2 separate regions of the Danio rerio genome follow, and region 1 is linked to region 2. A link is a contact called in public Micro-C data. All regions are on one chromosome and are shown on one strand. Each heading gives the region's core, a stretch centred on a gene start, on an enhancer-like site or on the middle of the called end of the contact. The rest is flanking DNA. Distances are from core to core; before and after follow the strand shown.

The links. Hi-C and Micro-C count contacts between places; a contact is called where the count stands out from the background.
Region 1: a Micro-C map of caudal fin shows a contact between it and region 2, with 2.9 times the contacts expected there. The contact joins the promoter of si:ch211-195b13.1 here to the enhancer-like site in region 2. A contact is called at or near these places in 2 of 18 Hi-C or Micro-C datasets (caudal fin and an unstated tissue).

The regions. Positions count from the first base shown.
Region 1 is chr19:27,292,231-27,295,142 of GRCz12tu, reverse strand. si:ch211-195b13.1 reads right to left here and starts at 1,310. Exons shown (of 12, transcript NM_001077302.2): 1 at 1,103-1,310; 2 at 356-431. The coding sequence starts at 1,172.
Region 2 is chr19:27,242,317-27,245,169 of GRCz12tu, reverse strand. No RefSeq gene overlaps it. Among named protein-coding and RNA genes, the nearest start is that of si:ch211-195b13.1, 50 kb to the left of the region's middle. Within about 2 kb of position 1,344, at least 10 of the 62 cell types and tissues checked have an H3K27ac peak or open chromatin away from gene starts, as enhancers often do. A contact at or near this core is called in caudal fin, where this site is marked.

The sequences.
Region 1 (2,912 bases), core at 61-2,560, 50 kb before region 2:
TCAAAGGTGCTTACTGCAGCCAAGAGGCGGCCCAAACAGCTGCTTTTCGTGGAGCACTATTCTGGTGCTTGGCTTTATCTTGCCGGTACAGATTAACCTATACAATTAGCCATCGGAATGTACAGCCAAACTCAGATGATGGGATTACATCCTCTAGTACAGTCACCTCAATGAAGGTGTATATAAATAAACAACAGGCCACACTGCTGCCTTGGTGAATGAATGCTTGAAATGAACTAAACTGCTTTCTTAATGCATGTAATTTACTCTAATTCTAATGAAACTCTAATGAGAATTTTTCAGATCACACAATTGCATTTCACCATGTGTGTATTATGAAATATTATATACTTACTGTTGACAGATGGGAGGGTTGGAGACAAGCCTTTGGATGAAGTCGTTCAAGCCCATCTTCCTTTCTTTAATAAAAGCTAAAATGGAAAGAAAAAAAAACATTTACGTCAGAAGGAAATCCACAGCTGACGTCACTAACACCTTGCGTTTGAACTGAATACATCTACCATATGAGAGGGGAAACCCTTCAAAACCCTGAAGGTTATCGACAAAATAAACATTTGAACGTTGCGTCTTTGCCGGAAATCGTGTTTTTAATACATGTTGTGATTTAGCGTGCGCGTGAAGGTTGGTTGATGTAAAGAACAGTGTCAGTGTTACACAACAGACCGCAGTGCTCATTATGGCTCTACAAAGAACCGCTGTATATCAAAAACGACAATTGATCATTTCAATCTCTCTCACCGACCAGTTATTGAAACATTACACTAAAATCAAACAAACCAAATAAAAAAGTAATATTTATAATTAATAAAACACATTATTATTGTTATTATTAAAATTCGACTAGCTAAATAGGCTAATCATAGAATAATATCTTTTAAATTTAATCATCATAATCGTCATCATCATAATAATACAATAAAATGCACAAAAAAGACTAAAAATTTATACACACTCAAAAAAAAAAAAAAAAAAAAAAAAAAAACAACCACTCCTTTATAGACATTTCTCTCGTTACATTTCTAAAATATTGCATTCTTTTCCCAAACGCATAACCAAATAATCGCAATCTGTAGAGACATACCGGCAAGAACAGACACGATTCCTCTCATCTTGCAGTATGTCAAATCACATCCAGCCTGAGTAACTGCCATCACTTATTTAAGAAGTATAAATCCACAGGAGGAGTGTATTCCTTCAGAGCGCGCTGATCTCCCGTTCTAAACCGCTTGTTGAAGCGCACTACTGGACTGAGATGCCAGGCTGTCGGGTGGTCAGCGCTACTGTCTTCCACCTCCAGCGCTGGACTGGTACTTTTATACGGAACACGTGGTTGTGGAGGCGAGGCTCTGACATCACTTGAGTAACTGAGGAGACTTGCCAAATGTGATGTCACGGAATCCCGAGATCCTACGCTTCGGCCGATAGAGGGCGATGCAACGGAAGCGCGTCCATTCAAGTCAGGTTAGATTAAACGCTCGGCCGCTTTCTATCAATGGAAAATTACTACACAGCTGGCTCATAATCTCATCATAGCGAAACAGATTAACTCGTAATCCCAATCAGTAATGATGAGGAACGCGTGAAATGGTGAAAAATGAGAAATGTGTTTGGGAAAATGACTGTGCACGCGAGATTAATGTTCCTGCTGATGGAATGGTTGAACAGATGTGCAAAAAAATAAATAAATCAGCAGCATGCAGATGACGATGACGCATGTTATTAATCTGGGCAAGATTGGTAATCTGGTAAATCTGTTTTGCTAGATTCTCTTCTGTGAATAAATCTGACCAGGTCAAGGGTTTGTGGAAGGCAGTGACATTTACGTAAATGTACTCTGAGCCACATCATTTATTTCAGCCTGTTCTCCAGATGTGGTCCACTGACCCTGTAAATTATATAAGTGTGTCATAATGCAGCATTGCCTCTTTCTCAGTTATAGAATTGGTATGTTGGAAGAACTGCGATGAGAGGGGCCATTGTGCACACGCACTCACACAATACAGAATATAAAAACCAGTCATCATCACTTGCATTTTCACTTTTGCAGTACTATTTCATATTTCTTCTAGAATGCATAACCCGATCTATCTGTAAATCTGGTCCACACATGCATAATTAATCTGTTATTCTTTCTTTTTACACATAGAGGTTAATAGTTTTAAAATAGCCCTGCCAATGCCACCATTTATCACTAGTTATTTCTGTAGATGAGGAGTCTTCCCAAAGTGCACAAGCAGAATCTGTGGGCATGACATTAAGATTTACATGCTTTGTACAGTCTCTAACCAAACAGATCAGAGTTAAGAGGAATCGTGGAAGAGTTAAGACGTAAATCAGCTGGAGCTGCAGGTTTCAAATGACAGAAATGATGTGGAAGTTGTTAAGTGTAAGGTCATCTAGTTCAGTGGAATACCGGATAGTGGTGCTTATCAGTTTCTACTGTATGAGGGATTACTTTCCAGTCATAATCAGATCATTTTTTTTTTCATTTTAGCTTAGCAGTTATGCATTTCTATATTTATATATATATATCAGATTTATTTATATGTTTTATACATTTAATTATTTTTTACTTATTCTATGATGAGTAAAATACTGTTTACTTAACATTGATGATGTCTATTTATTTAATTAATTAATTAATTAATTCATTCATTCATTCATGACAGTCAAAACCATAAGCTTACTAAAATGACACTTAGGCTTGTACACGAATCTGGATACATTTGAAAATGCCAAAAAACATGAAACATCCTAAGCGATTTCAGTTTCTTTTCTAAAGTTGGCTTTCCGACCTGAAAAACCCTTTCTTAGCATTTATTCATGAAGATGTAAGATCCTTTGAATCAATTTACAGCAGACATTTCCATTTTTTCTTTTAATGTTTTTTT
Region 2 (2,853 bases), core at 95-2,594:
AAATGGTGGATTTGTAGTCCCTCAGCGATCTGCGTATTTACCAGTGATCTACAAGGATTAGATTGCTTGTGATTGTGACAATATGTGCTTAAAAGGTAAACATACAGCATTTGTACATGCAGGTATAAACTGCTTACTAACATCTGTTAATGTCTGTTCATAAACATTTGTTCATGTTTAACAAGTAATAAATTCACTATTTGCTAATGCTTATTAAACGATTCACAGTGTGTTTTTATAAAGTATTACCGTATGGTAGCTTCTGTTTGCCATCCATTCTCTCTCTGTCAGCATAGGTGTTGTTTACATTAAAATGTTATGGTTTTAAAATGCATACTTTTTTTTACATAAATACCTGGCATCCATACAAAAAAGGAGGGTTTAGGCCCAATCCCAATTCTACCCCATAGCCCTACTCTACTTTTGCACGTTCACGCGAAGGGGCATGGGCATCCCAATTCCCTTTAGCTTTAAGTGGTAGGGCTATGGGGAAGGGCTAGATACCCATTGAAACAGAGATTTTTCACTTGAAACCAAGGGGTATGAAAATTTCCCAGAATACACCAATTACAACAGCAGCCTTGCTGCATACGAAAGCAAGGGGATACACAAATTAGTATTTTTTTGTCATTATTACGAATTTTTACAACAAACAAGCATATGTTTTAATACATTCATAACAGTGTTTGTGTATGACCTTTTTACAGTGTCTGCTATAATGTTAATGTTGTTTACTGGTGTGTTTACATAGATGTATATGGCCACTGTGTAAATACACAGTACAGTTATGATCTTACTGTCACATTAGATCGGTATAATAGTACAATATATGCCTTCAGTGATTTAATACCAAAAGATAAATACCAAAAAATAACACAACTGCAAAAGGCGCGATCATCAATCTCATACGGAGCATTTTACTTAGGGAAAATTTTTAAGCCTTTCCCTTTACACTCTGCTTCAAGGGCCAAGGGGAGGGTGTTGGGATACAAAATAGAACTGGGATTGGGTCTTAGAACCAGTGGAGGCATAGCTATCCATATTGCACAAGCGGTAGACTTTAAGGATTCCGGCAAAATATGCTCATGTCTAGTGATCATGAATGATCACGTATCATGCGTTTTGGGTAAATACTGGGGATGTTGACCATTATTCTTAAATGCAATACAAATGCCTGTTTAGATGAGGAGCTTTAAATAAATAAATAAAACACTAATTTTAAAGTGAACATTTGAAATACCAAAAGCAGGGTAGCTAAACAGCCTGTTTTACTATAGAAGCCTGCAGGCCTGGCAAAGTATTAGTCACATTCCTCACTCCTCCTCACACTCTTGGCAGGCACAGAAAATGCAGTGTTGCTTGGACTAGAAAGCATGATCCGTGACGTGACAGTTTTTTTGTCTGTTGTTGGAAACACACTCCTCCTCACACTCTTGGCAGGCACAGAAAATGATAACAATGTTATTGGATAGTGTGATGAATATGAAAACCTACTGTAGGACCGACAAGCATACTGAGAAATTATGCAGTGTGGCTTGAACTAGAAAGCATAGTCCATGACGTGACTGTTTTTTTGTCTGTTGTTTAAAATATTTAACAAACATACCCCTGCACTCTTGGAAATAAAGGTACAAGAGCTGTCACTGGGGCGGTTCCTTTTCAAAAGGTACACACTTATACTTAAAGGGTCCATAATGGTACCTCAAAAGATTATATTTGTACCTTAACATTTTAAAAGGTACACTTTTGTACTTTTTAGGTACTAATATATACCCTTGATGTGATAATGTACCCTTTTAGGTACAAATATGTAGCTTTTAAAAAGGTACCACCCCAGTGACAGTTCTTGAACATTTATTTCTGAGAGTGTGAGGATCAAGTTTACTATAATTTTCACGGATGTTTGCTTGTTAGTTACTAAAGTGTTGCTGATGTTGCTAATAAAGACATTGTTATGTGTTTGCCATAGTTGCTAGCGTCGCCTTTATTTCTGTAATTCTGTATAGTAGCTGAGGTAAATGCTGAGGTGCAGATGATAGAGCTTTCATGGTTGCTATAACCAGTGCAGTTACTAAAGTTGCTTTTACACTGAGTGGTATGGTAAAGTTTGGCAAAACTCAGCTGACTTCAGTTTTGATCAGGGGCGATTTCAAACAATGACATCGTGGCTGACTGTCATAGTACAATGCATCGTTTGGCAAAAGAACAATGTAGTGACGAGTGTTTCCAAAAACCGTAGCTGCTTTGTAATAGATCCATCCTTTAAGCCATGTTATACAATATAACGCAAAACTTCTATAGTGATGTCCATAACTTCTTTGGAGAAAAAACCCATATTTTTGTGCAAATAATATTGGTTTACATGGACACACATTTAAAAAAATACAACATTATTTTTGGTAAAAACATGCTCTTGTTTTCCAGTATTAATTGAAATATATGTAAACGGTACATGTAGGGCCTGTGTTTCTTTTACAAACATTATTGTGAACATGCCATATTCTATTGTATTCTATTGTATCATATTCTATCTCAACCACTAAGCTAACAGTCAAATATTATATATAAATCACATAAACTGTTATGCTAATGGATTTAATTTACAGTAGGCCAATTATTAAGAAAAAGAAAAAAATCCTACTTAATAATAATAATTATTATTATAAATATTTTATCATTATTATTATTGTTATTATTATTAAGTAGAATATAGTTTTTTTTAAAGTCTACTTTTACATTTGGACACATTCAAACCATTGCAGAAATGTTCTAATCAATAGGTCCATATCATGTAGGCCTACAGTAAAGGGACATTTCTTAATAAATAACCTACTATAAATTAAAAGCATTACC